Regions from separate parts of the Mus musculus genome. Here all the other regions are linked to region 1. The links are chromatin contacts, called in public HiChIP or PLAC-seq, Micro-C and promoter capture Hi-C maps. All regions are on one chromosome and are shown on one strand. The core of a region is the stretch at or near the end of the contact, and the rest is flanking DNA. Distances in the headings are between cores, read along the strand shown. Region 1 holds the start of Cacna1h (calcium channel, voltage-dependent, T type, alpha 1H subunit). Region 2 has its middle 24 kb from the start of Gm22645. Region 3 holds the start of Baiap3 (BAI1-associated protein 3). Region 4 holds the start of Cerox1 (cytoplasmic endogenous regulator of oxidative phosphorylation 1).

Evidence for each region. Promoter capture Hi-C pulls out the DNA fragments that hold promoters and counts their contacts. Hi-C and Micro-C count contacts between places; a contact is called where the count stands out from the background. HiChIP or PLAC-seq counts read pairs in DNA pulled down with a chosen protein or histone mark.
Region 2: a promoter capture Hi-C map of cranial neural crest shows a contact between it and region 1. The contact joins the enhancer-like site here to the promoter of Cacna1h in region 1. A contact is called at or near these places in 4 of 39 promoter capture datasets (the HPC-7 cell line, HPC-7-derived erythroid cells, the SN4741 cell line and 2 more), 2 of 484 Hi-C or Micro-C datasets (the G1E-ER4 cell line and bone marrow-derived macrophages), 2 of 115 datasets of contacts at active chromatin or transcription factors (double positive thymocytes and forebrain) and 1 of 9 other capture datasets (liver).
Region 3: an H3K4me3 HiChIP or PLAC-seq map of forebrain shows a contact between it and region 1, with 2.2 times the contacts expected there. The contact joins the promoter of Baiap3 here to the promoter of Cacna1h in region 1. A contact is called at or near these places in 2 of 39 promoter capture datasets (hippocampal neurons and liver), 1 of 115 datasets of contacts at active chromatin or transcription factors (forebrain) and 2 of 9 other capture datasets (adipose tissue and pancreatic islet).
Region 4: a contact with region 1 is called in a Micro-C map of embryonic stem cells, with 2.6 times the contacts expected there. The contact joins the promoter of Cerox1 here to the promoter of Cacna1h in region 1. A contact is called at or near these places in 7 of 39 promoter capture datasets (cranial neural crest, embryonic stem cells, epiblast stem cells and 2 more), 3 of 484 Hi-C or Micro-C datasets (all in embryonic stem cells), 1 of 115 datasets of contacts at active chromatin or transcription factors (embryonic stem cells) and 1 of 9 other capture datasets (adipose tissue).

Annotation. Positions count from the first base shown.
Region 1 is chr17:25,432,302-25,435,292 of GRCm38.p6, forward strand. It overlaps Cacna1h (calcium channel, voltage-dependent, T type, alpha 1H subunit), which reads right to left and starts at 1,482. Exons shown (of 35, transcript NM_021415.4): 1 at 1,169-1,482; 2 at 569-885. The coding sequence starts at 867.
Region 2 is chr17:25,668,636-25,671,626 of GRCm38.p6, forward strand. No RefSeq gene overlaps it. Among named protein-coding and RNA genes, the nearest start is that of Gm22645, 24 kb to the right of the region's middle. Within about 2 kb of position 1,391, at least 5 of the 459 cell types and tissues checked have an H3K27ac peak or open chromatin away from gene starts, as enhancers often do.
Region 3 is chr17:25,254,858-25,257,848 of GRCm38.p6, forward strand. Baiap3 (BAI1-associated protein 3) reads right to left here and starts at 1,507. Exons shown (of 34, transcript NM_001163270.1): 1 at 1,304-1,507.
Region 4 is chr17:25,569,273-25,572,263 of GRCm38.p6, forward strand. It overlaps Cerox1 (cytoplasmic endogenous regulator of oxidative phosphorylation 1), which reads left to right and starts at 1,539. Exons shown (of 2, transcript NR_045176.1): 1 at 1,539-1,829. It overlaps Sox8 (SRY (sex determining region Y)-box 8), which reads right to left and starts at 1,414. Exons shown (of 3, transcript NM_011447.3): 1 at 838-1,414. The coding sequence starts at 1,250.

The sequences.
Region 1 (2,991 bases), core at 232-2,731:
TGAAGGGGCTCGGGGTCAAAGCTAGCTGCCTCCTGCACACACACACACACACACACACACACACACCCAGCTGTGCGTGACTTAAATCAGCCCCTGAACGGACTTCAGCCTGGAAAAGTGAGTTCTCAAACCAACGTCACTTCGAGGAGAACCAGGGAGCAGCCCTGCCCGGCACACAGCGCCAATGAGCAGGTGGAAACTTTCTCCCTTTCCGGCCCCCAGACTCCAGCGAGGGTCTTCACACAGGCTCAGGTGTTTCCTTTGGAAAGCTAAGAAGGCGGGGATTCCCATCTTTCCCCCCATCCCCCGCCCCAGTAGGACTCCTGGAGTTAACTACCTTTCATTTCCTTCCACCGGCGGCATCCTCGCCGCTTCTGCTCATACTCTCCCGTCCCGAGGTGCCTCTGAACCCAGATTCCACAGGCTAACCCTACCATCTCTGAGAAGAACGCCGCCCTAGCACCCCTACCCAGAGCCCCCGCCGGATCCCACAAGCCGGGTTCACAGGACGTACGCAGAGGAGTCCCACACCCCAGTCCCCAGCGCCCTGCCAACCCTGTAAGGATATGGGTTACAAACCAGTCGGAGGCACCAGCTGCGGGGCCGCGTGGTTTGCCCGAGGCAGAAGAAGACTGTGGCAGCCAGAGCGGGGTATGGGACGGGCTGTTCCTCGTCGGCGCCCAGGTCCGCACCACACTCGGTCCCTGGGCTCTCGGGAGCCAACACGCTCGACCCGGATCCTCGCTGCTCCTCGCGCCCCGGCACCCCAGGGCTCGCTGGGGAAGCCCTCACCGGCGCTGCAGGAGCCGAAGGCGAAGCGCCCAGGGGCACCCGGACCTCGTCCGCTGCCAGCGTGCCCTCGGTCATGGTGGCAGAGGGCAGCACCTGCGGAGAGAGGGGCAGGCGGTGACCCTGGCCCAGGAACGACGCCCCCGCCCCGCCTCAGGCGGAGCGGAGCTGCGGGAACAGCCGCGGCCGCCGGGATGTCTTTGTCTCTCCTTATTAGAGACAAGTGCGCCCCCCGCCCCCTCCCGCCAGCAAAGCCTGGCAGCCCCACCCCCAAGGCCGAGGCGAAGGGTTGCGGGAGCCCTAGGGGCTCCGAGCCCATAGAGCTCAAGTTCAAAGGGTCCCAGGCGCGCAGTAAGCGCGCGTACCCTCCGCATCTCACCTCGCTCCGGTGGCCAGCGGCGTCCCTGTGGGCATAGCCCGGGCGGCGCTGTCACTGGGGACCCAGTCCAGAGCCCGGAGCTGGGCCAGTATCGCCTCCTCGGCCCGCGCCCCCGGCCCACCCGGCACCAGCTCTCGCGGAAGCTCTAGCTCCGGCCCGCCCAGCAGCAGCAACGGTGTCCCGATGCGGAAAACCGCTAAATGCACGGCGGGGCGGGCGCGGACCGCAGGCACGGGCCGGGGGCGCGGCCGAGCCAGAGAGGGAGCGAGCGAGCCCTGGAGCCCGTCCGCGCACAGCGCAGGAAACTTCGGAGTGAGCAGTGGCGGGGAGGCGGGGCGGCGGGGGCGGCCCATGGGGCGGGGCCAACGCGGCCGGGGCGGGCAGGGGGCGACCCTCAGGGACCGAGATAGGGACGGAGAGTGGGCGGGGGTCATCAGCCCGGCCCGCCCCCACCCAGACGTAAGCTATCCCACAACATCCCTTGGTCCGTGTTTCTCCGTGCCGGTACGCCGCCAGCCCCAAGTCCAGGACTGGGCGAACCCGGTCCGCGCCCCCCTCCCCGACCTCTCCTCCCGCCCCATACTGTCTCGCGGGAGAGCACGGCAGCAGGGGGCGCTCGCAGGGATGCTTGGACGAGGGGCGGGGGAAGCGGCGCCAACGTCCTTCCCCACCCCCACTGCGGGGGCGCGGAGCCGGCGGGGACCCCCTCCTTTTCTCGCGCGCCGCCCCTTCTCTTCACTGCTAGGGTCGGCTAGGGGGCGGGGCTCAGCAGGCGTGGGAGGCACGCCGTGACCATGCCCGCGAGGCGCGTGCCCTTCCCCCACCGCGTGTGTCTTGGGTGTGCCGGGGCGCCAGTGTCTTTGGGGCGCGTGGGCGACGTGGGGCGCGTTGCGCGACGCGACACCAATTGTCCTGGGGCAGTCCGGGTACTCTGGTACGCAGCTCCCCCACACTCCTCCCAGTTTCCGCAAACTTGCCGGTGCCCATCCCCCTCCCCCTTCTCCTGGGGACTGGGGCTCTTGGAAGAACCTCGAGAAGGAGTACAAGCCGAGCGGGGCCTCCCAGCACCCGCCAAGGCACACAGAGGGTATATCCTGAGCATGTCGCTGAATCTCCTTTCATACTCCAGTGGTTGCATGACCCTTGTCCCATGAAGGCATGAGCAGAGGGGCTGTTCCCCCCCTCTCCCGCTGGAGGTATGCAGGGATTTTTTTACTTTCTCACAATTACCACACTAGGGCCATAAAATTCCAGCTCTTAGGTGTACATCCACTTAAATTTCAACCAACAAGGGGCTCTTTCACCTTCAGGCCCTGTTATTGGGGAAAACCATTCCTGTCCTAGACAAAGAGCAGCCTCCCTCTGCCCTGGGGTAGCTGGGCTCTTTGGAGGGCCAGAGCAACATAGCAACCTCAGACCTGGATGGAGCCCTGGCAGGGTGAGCTGCAGAGAAGTGGAGTTTCCCATATGTGGTTCTGGGATTCTAAGAGGATTTCACCACTGAGCCTGGGAAGGGCACAGCCTGGGGAAGGAGGTGGAGAACAAGAACCATGTCCTCTGCCTGTCGGTCCAGGCAGGGCAGGCCCCTGGGCCCAACAGCACCTTGTCTTGTATATGTGAACTTTTCAAGAAAAGAAAAACATTTACTCTATTTTAATGCTCCTACTTACCAGTGGGTGGCTGCGGCCCATAATTAAGGTCCTCAAAGAGCAATTAAGGACCTAGCCACCCAGGAGAGGGATCAGGAAGAGCCTTGAGCCTTGAACACAGCTGAGTGAAGCATAGACAAGCAGGCGAATTATGCCAACGCGGGGTCCTGGACC
Region 2 (2,991 bases), core at 141-2,640, 240 kb after region 1:
CCCTGCAGCTGGGCCTTCTGTGGGTGAGCAACATTTGCATCTCAATGATGGGGATTCATCTTTAAGGAGCCAGCTGTCCAGTTGGGGGAGGGGAAGTCTAATTGGGCAGCGGGGGGTGGGGAAGGGGGTCTGTCAAGTGGCTACAGCTCCCCACACCACTCCCACTCATGGCTTGGGACAAGGAAACGCAAAACAGTGATCGGACCATCTGTATCCCTATCACTGCCCTACCCCACACCATGGCTGCACAGCTGCAGACTGGCTCCAGCCCTGTCTGTGTACAGTTCCCTTTTGTACCCTGGCGGCAGAGGTGGACAGCTCAGGTCTGAGGTCAGGGTGAGGACAGGTCCAGACATCACTGTCACCAGCTCCTTCACGAGACTTCTTCGACTTGTCATCACCTATGACCATCTAGGCAGATCCCTCTCTCTAATGTCCCTCCACTACAGAGAATGCCACTGTAGAGAGGTGAATAGTGTCCCCAAACTCATCCCAACCAAGGACCTCAGAATGTGACCTTTGAAAATAGGGTCTTTGCAGATTTAATAAAGATCATATGATATAGCTGTCCAGGATTAGGGTTGCCCTAATTTGTTCACAAGTTTGTTTGTTTGTTTGTTTGTTTGTTTGTTTGTTTGTGAGAGCTGAGACAGGCTTTCATTATGCAGCCTCAATGGCTTCAAACTTGTTGCAATCCTCCTGCCTCCTCTGCCTCTGCCTCTGCCTCTGCCTCTGCCTCTGCCTCTGCCTCTGCCTCTGCCTCTGCCTCTGCCTCTGCCTCTGCCTCTGCCTCTCTGCAGTGCTGAAGTTACTGGAAGGAATCACCAAGCCTGCAGCCTGAGCATCAGGGTGCATGCCTATAATCCCAGCTCCCCAGAGGCAGAGGCAGGAGGATGGAGAGCAATTTAGCAAGACTGTCTTAAAATTTAAAAAATGTAAAGGGGGCTGCCCTACAGCTTAGTGGTAAATATTCACTACCAGATGTGGAGTCCTTGATTCTATCCCCAGCTGTGAGAGAAGGGGGAGGGAAAGGAGAGGAGAAGGGAGCGAAGGGAAAGAGAGATCAGCATATCAGGGAAGACAGCTGCTTGAAGATGAAACAGGAACTTAAAACAGCAGAGTCCCCGGAGCTGGGGGGACTGTGCGGAATCCTGAGTCCTTGGAGATAGGATGGCCCACACTTTGGTTTGGACCGTTTGCCTCCAGACTGTAGGAGAATAAGCCAGCATTTGAAGCCCCCACATGTGGTCCTTTGTCAGAGCCCCAGGAGATGAATGTGTCCAGGCAGAGTGGAAATCTGGTTATGGCCCAGAGTGGTTTCAGGGGTACCCTCCCAGCCAGCACAAGAGCAGACAGCCTGGATGGGGCTCTCAACCCCAAGTCTGCCCAGCCTCTCCCAGACCTCACCTGCCCCAGAAGGAGGGTGAAATGGAACACCCACCATCTGCCTTCAAGATGCAAGAGGAAGCAGAAAGATGGGCAGATGGCGTAGGCCCTGCCCAGGAGGGAGACATGACAGCAACCAGGGAGAGATAAATGAAGGAAACAAAGGACAGGATGGGACACCAGGAGCACTGTGCTCTGATGACACACACACCCCTCCTTGGAGTCAGAACACAGGCACTGTACCGGCTGGTTTTATGTCTGATGACACAATAATCAGAAGGAGCCTCAATTGAGAACATGCCTCCACAAGATTGGGGTATAGGCAAACCTATAAGGCATTTCCTTCATTAGTGTTCATGGCAAGAGCCCAGCCCAATAATGCGTGGGGCAGCCCTGGGCTGGTGGTCCTGGGTTCTATGAGCAAGCAGGCCGAGGAAGCCATGAGGAGCAAGGCAGTAAGGAGCGCTGTTGCACGACCTTTGGATCAGCCCCTGCCTGCAGGTTCCTGCCCTTCTTAGGTCCTCTCCTGACTTCTGTCCTGTCCTTTATGATGAACTGTGATGTGGGAACATGGGCCAAGTAAACCCTTTCCTTTCTAAGTCGCTTTGGTCATGGTGTTTCATCTCAGTAGTAACCCTAAGACAGGCACTCACAAACATGTCTGAACTCACACAACTAGACATACTAGACACATATAAGCTTGCAGTTGTGTATGTTTCCTACCGACTGGCAAGATATCTGGACACAGGAAAGGTTATCAGGCCTGAGATGTCTACCTTGTGGCTATTCTTGACCCCACAAAGGTAGCCACGCCATAGCCATGGCTGTATCCAGCAGCATCTAAACAAAGCATGCTCTCCAGACTGGTTCCTGCTTAACTGCCTGCCTTTCTAGGCTTGCCCACGGTCCCTGCAAGAAGCCGCCAGATGCTAAGCGCCTCAGCAAGAAAAAGAACTTTCTTCTCAAGTAGAAACATCAGCATCACTGGGCAGTGATGATGCACGCCTTTAATCCCAGCACTTGGGAGGCAGAGGCAGGTGGATTTCTTAGTTCGAGGCCAGCCTGGGCTAAACAGAGAAACCCTGTCTCGGAAAAGAAAAAATAAAAGAAAAAACATCAGCTTCCTGCAACCACGTGACCAGGGCCTTGTAAGGACAGAGGTGCATTTTCCAAGGATCATGGGACACTTCTCAAGGGCACCGTGCCACCCTTATGGAATCCAGCTAGTCCCTCAGCTGTGCTGCGCCTACCCACAAGGATGCCCAGTATCCAGTAGGCCTCAGAAGGCACTTCCCAGCTGCAGGGCCGCAGGCCACTGTCCAGGGCTCCAGTACACCAACCCTGCCTGTTACACCTACTTTACACACAGGCCACAGCAGGCAGCCCACTTGTGCTCCCATAAGCCCTAAGTAAAACCCAGCCCTGGATAGTCACAGCTGTGCCAGGACATGAGGGCTTAGCTCCCAGCTGGTAGGTGGGATTTGTAGCTCTGTCTTCTCTGAGTGCCGGGATGTTGGGACAGGAAGAAAGGCTTCATAGAAAGGCAAGCCTGGAGGACCTCCAGGTGGCAGCTCCTGACTGTAGTCTAGGCTCTCTAGGGCTGCA
Region 3 (2,991 bases), core at 257-2,756, 180 kb before region 1:
ACCTAGGACTCTCACCAAGCTGTCACCTACCAGACAGCCCTTTAAAGGTCTTGTGGGGCAGTGAGGCAGAGAATTTAAGGGCAAAGGGCTGGAGGGGTCTCTCTGGGCTTCCAGTCCACAGCAAACACAAGGGTGCTGAGTGGGGTAGTGCCTATGGACCTCTCCACGGCCGGCCTCAGTAGCTCAGCCTCCAGTCCTCAGGTGGTCTACCTGTTACACATTCTGTTTGCAAGCTCATCCCTCCCTGAGTCACAGGGAGTGTAGGGGTGTGTAGGGGGAGATCTGCACTGTGCTCTCTGTGGATGGATGCTCTCCAGGCCTACAGATGGAGACTGGTTCACTCTACCCTGGAGTCTTACCTGCTACTTACCTGTCTCTGTTGAGTTAGTTGCTCCTGATCGGCTGTTTTTGATGATAGGGGCGGGGGAGGCTGTGGTTACCCTCCCCTGTTCTATTGAGGTTACCTTCTTCTCCTTGAAGGCAGGAGGTCTGAAGGGAGTTTGGTCTTGGTCTTGCTTTCTTTCTGTTTCTATTTCTGTCTCTCTCTGATTCTGTCTCTCTGTCTCTGTCTCTGTCTCTACCTCTGTGCCTCTCTCTCTCTCTCTCTCTCTCACACACACACACACACACACACACACACACACACACACACACACACAGTCAGACCCCAGGCAAATGGTGGGACCCGAATTCCTGGGTAACTAGGGAGGAAAAAGGCTTACCCTGGCAGGGATTTTGGGTTACTGAGGGCAAAGGTCTCATGAGGGGAGTCGGAAAGTGGTAGGGACACGGGCGCTGGGGCCTTGAGGGGATTCAACCTGTTCAGAGAAGCCCCGTAGGGCGTCTCCGAGGTCCCCAGCTCCGCTTCAGTCAGGGGCCTCTATTGGGAAAAAGGGTTACAGTCAGGTGGCTCAGCAGCGGCGGCCGTGGGAACCGAGGTTGAAGGTGTGCACTCTCTGGCTCTGGAGGTCTCACCCTTCAACCCTCCCGGGGAATTCTGCAGTGTGGACCTCCAGTAGCCCTTTACTTAGCTCAGAGCCTAGGACGCCGGCCGTGCGACCCCGCCCCTCTCTCTGAGCACGCGCGGCCTCAGTTTCCCCAGGACCTCAGTTTCCCATTGCCTCTGACGCCAGCAATTCCCGTGCTCCACCCGGAGCGTAGTGCAGAAGCCAGGGGTGGGGGTGGGGCTAAGCCCGAGGGGGCGGTCGCGTCCGTCCGTCCGTCCGTCTGTCTGTCTGTGATAAAAAGCAGGTTAAGCCTCGACGGCAGTCTGACGACATTGGGCAGGAGTTACAGCACTCACCGTGGACAGGGCTTCGGGGGCCACAGGGTCGGGGGGGTCCCTGCTGGCGCTGGCGTTGCTGTCGCACTAGCTGGGGACACCGAGGCACAGCGACCGCTAGCAGCCGCGCGCGCTGGAGACTGAGCACTGCAGAGCGGGCGCCGCGGGCGGGGGGCGCGGGCGGGCGGAGGCGGGGCCTGGCCTGGTTTGCTGGTCAGAGGTTCCAGCCCTGCCCACCCCTACCCTGCGCGTTTGGGGTCGGCAGGGGGTCTCTACCAGCACGGTAGTGGCCAGAGAGACCCTGCTCTGGGCACAGGGCTCAGTAACCTACAGGTGGGTGCAGGGACAGGTTGTGTTAGCTGTCCCCCCACCCCCCTTCTCCTGCCCCGAGGGAGGAGGCTGTCACGGGGTCTCCTTCCCAGGGCCGCAGGGAAGCTACAGTCGCCCAAAAGAAACAGTCGCCCAAAGGAAACACGAAGTGCCTGGTGTTTCTTGAAGTGCTGTACAGCCATATCCAAAGTCAACCCTCTCACAAAAGCTCTGCTGCTCAGTACTACCCGGAGCTGCTCTCTTCCAGGGAAGTCAGCTCTGGTATTAACCTGGGACATCTCGTGATGTCACTGCTATCTGTGAATGTGTGCAGAAGACACACATTAAGCCACATCCTGCTGTTCCCAGCCCACTTCTCCTAAGGCCCCCTCCACCACTTGAGGTCACCTGGAGACTTGTTAAATGAGTTGCCTGTCCAGTTCCTAAAAGTGCGAGCTCTGAAGCTGGGGCAGAGGAAATACCTGACAGGGTTCTTTGTGTGGGTTCTCAGCACCCACTGGGAGTTGTTCTTGGCTGTTCCAGGGCTCAGTAGGCCCCTGAAGACTGACACAAACTTCGGTGGGAAACCACTGGTGGCCATGTTGCTTCTAAGTAGTTCCACTTTGGAGTTTATACCAAAAGTCTCATTCTTTTGTTTGTTTGGTTTGGTTTGATTTTTCGTTTCTCTGTGTAGCCCTGGCTGTCCTGAAATTCACTCTGTAGACCAGGCTGGCCTTGAACTCAAGAGTTTCCCACTACTGACCGGTTTAAAGGTCTCATTCTTATGGGAAGGACTCCAACCAGTGTGAGGGTCAGGAAAGCAGGCCTGAAAATTCTCCACTTCAGACTGTAGCAAATGACATCTCTGCTGAGGCGACAGACTTTCCAGAGTGCTGGGCGGGGGGCCTTTGTTCCTCATTACTGGGATTTGGAGAGGAAACATCTGAGGGACAACAGTCAGGCCATAGTCCTTCATTCCAGGGGACATACAGGTGAGGTCACCTGTCTGTATCCCAATTCACATCTCTGTCAGTCCCTCCATCCATCACTGAAGACAGGCACCAGAACAGAATATTGTCCTGCAGAATGCTCCGTTCTCAGTCAACCTCTGGCTTGGCACAGTCCGGCCAGGCAAAAGTGATAAAAGTCAAACCCACTGTCAGGACCAGGATATCAGATGAGCAAGGGAAGGTCCTGGACTCTATGCCCCACACTGTCCTGCTATAGGGGATAGGGGTTGGAGTGGGATAGCCAACTCCTCTCCCAGAGTCTGGAGTTGATGCACCCATAGTATACTCTTGTGTCATGTTTTGCCAACCTGTTGGAACACACACACACAGGGCAGTGGCAGTGGCAGGGGAGGGGAGAGAGAGAGAGAGAGAGAGAGAGAGAGGGAGAGA
Region 4 (2,991 bases), core at 289-2,788, 140 kb after region 1:
CAAGACCCCAATTCTCCATCTTTCCCGAAGTCCCCCTTTCCAGCACTATTTGCTCATCCAGTCACCCACCACTGCTACCACCGCCGCCGCTACCACCACCACCACCAATCTCTCTCAAGAAAGACAACAGGACCCAGTGAAAACTATACTTCGACAAAGGCAAGGAAGGCTTTCTGGAAACCAGCCATCCCAAGTTGCCAGGAGTGATGGAGAAACTCCGGGAGATTGTCCTCAGAGCACACACACACACACCCTGAGAATCTCTCGACCTTGAACCTCAACTTGCCGGCCAAGCTGAGAGGGCAAGACAACCTGGCTGTCCTGCTCAGCCCAGTATCACTACTACACACTGTTTCAAACTCGAATAGAGGCAGCTTGGGAGGTGGGACTGTGCAGCTGTCTTCAATAATGCCTGCCTTTCTCAGGCCAAAGTGCTCATTGAGCCTGTCACTTTCACCTGCTCTTTCCTTCCCCAATTCCAGGTTCCTGTGGCCTGGGAGCAGTACCTGCCAGAGGACTTGGACTCCTCATGGACCCCGGAGTCCCAGCTTCTGCCCAGGACAAAGCAGCTTGATGCCTACCCAATATGCCTACAGGCCGTGGTGGCCACTCGATGCTAGGATCCCCAGTTCTGCAGTTCTCAGCAGGATATCCCAGGAGAGGAGAAAGGACTGGAGGGTCACACTCCAGGCACTGGCCTCCGTCCATCTCCAAAGTCCCACACCTGGTGTCTCTGTTGACCAGACCCACCCTGGAACCAGCCCAGGAGCACAGCCCAAGCTGGGGCACGAAGTCACTCCTTTCCTCAGCCTGAGTGTCAAGAGTCCCCACACTCACCGCCACAGCTTGCCTAGGGTCTTGCTGAGCTCTGCGTTATGGAGATGCGGGTACTGGTCCGCCAGCTTGCGGCGCGCCGCCTGTGCCCACACCATGAAGGCATTCATGGGCCGCTTCACGTGTGGCTTGGCCTTGAGCGTGCCGCCACCGCCGCCGCGCACAGGCATAGGCACCAGACTCCAGTCATAACCCTTAAGCACCTGCGACACGGCATCACGGATGCAGGCTGGGAAGCGTTCGTCTGCTGCCTCAGCAGTATCCCCTCGGCCGCCGCCCCCCGCGCGGCCCAGGCCCTCTGATCCCGCGGGCGACGGTGGCGCGTCGGAGTCCGAATCCTCCACGTGTGACATGGAGCTAGCGGTGCCAGACGGGCTGCAGGGAGGCTGGGCGCGGGCCTCACTCATGTCCAGCATCGGGGCCACGCGCGGAGGGGCACTCAGTGGGGATGGACGCAGGGGTCGCGCCCGGTCACTCTGTGGAAGGACACTCTAGAATCCAAGGTTGCCACGCAGGACCCAATCTTTGTCCTCACCGCAGGGGCCCAGCAGCAGCTCCTCCGCCGCAGTAGCTCAGTCTCAGTTCTGGGACCCGCAACAAGTTTCTTTAAGCCGTGGTCGAAACCCCGCCCCTCCCGGTCCGGGTTGGCAGGTCCTCCCCAGGCGGAGCTTGTATGCCCCGCCCCGAATCCAAAGAAGCCTTGCGACCCCGCTCCACCCTCCGTACCACGTGGGCCAGGCGCCCCGCAGCCTGATCCCTCGGCTGAGGCGGGGTCAGAGGGCTAAGGGTGACTGACTGCCCAGTGCATGGATCTCAGCAGCACGGCTTGACTTTCGGGCGGCAGGCAAGGATGCTAATCCACAAGGTTCCTGAGTCCAACATCCCTCCCTCCAATGTGGGGCTCGAATCCGCTATTGCAACCAAACCCGGGTTCTGCCCGCAGGGTGGCGCAATGACAAGAGCCACCAGGTGACCCTGGTAACTCCCGCACCTAGGTGAGCTGGAGGACCCCGGGGCTAGACAGAGGTGGGAGGGCGGGGGCGCTGGGCGGGGCTGCTCTGGCAGTGACTGCTGAGTCCCTGAGGGCGGTCAGGCGGATGGAGGGGCCGGACGCGGGGGCTCGGGTCCTTCCGGGTATGACCTGTGGTGGGGGCGCGGAGGCCCTGGCGGGCGGGCCTGGGTGGTCTGGCGGAGGCGGAAACCACGCTGGGCCGCTTCTCCTCAGCGCCTAGAGAGAAGGCGGAGAGTGCTCAGGGTCGGAGAGGGGACGTTTCTCCCGAGGCGAGAGCCAAGCCTGACTCCGAACCGCGCCCGAGGTCGCCCCCGCGACTTGCCTCCCAGCCCGGAGGTCTCCAAGTGCAGCTAGGAGTCTCTCGCCAAACTCAAAGGAGGCGATGTACCTGCCACCCTAAGCTTGTCTGGGTGGCATAGAGCTGTGGCTCTCGAGAGCTCGGTAACCCTAAAGGAAGCCACCTGTTTCCCAAGCCCGTGGAGGCGGCTGCAGGGAAGAACTGTGGTCTCTAATAATCTCCATCTCCACCCAAGCCGTGAGTGGTGCCCTAACCTTCAGGTCTGGGATCCCAGCCTCCAATCAGACTTTCCCTGCAGACCTGGAAAAGGCCAGTCCTGTGCAGTGTGGCCTTAGGGCATCTACAGCTCTGGACAGAGGGAGAAGGTCCAAGTCCCTGCTTCCTGCTGAGGGGACGGCTAAGGAAGAGAAACTACCTTAATGGTGACCTTATTCTATTCTAGTTCTCTCTCTCTCTCTCTCTCTCTCTCTCTCTCTCTCTCTCTCTCTCTCTCCTCTCTGTCTCCCTCCCTCTTCCCTCTCTGTCTGTCTCTCTCTCTCTCTCTCACTGTGTGTGTGTGTGTGTGTGTGTGTGTGTGTGTGTGTTGTGTCGATGGAGAGCTAGCTGCCATTGCCTGCTGAACTCTCTCCATATTTTAACCATTACCTGCCAAGAAAGGCCCTTCCCTGCACATCTGCAGTGGCAATCCTTTCCCTTGGGGATCCCTCCACTCAGGGTCCCACCTCTTGGAAAGAAGCTGTCTTAGAGGCATAAAGAACCCTGCTAGCTAGTGCACCATCCATCCCAGCAAAAGAAGGCTTAGCGGCAGAGTTGAGAACGGAGACCAGGCCTACATCCTCTCAGGACC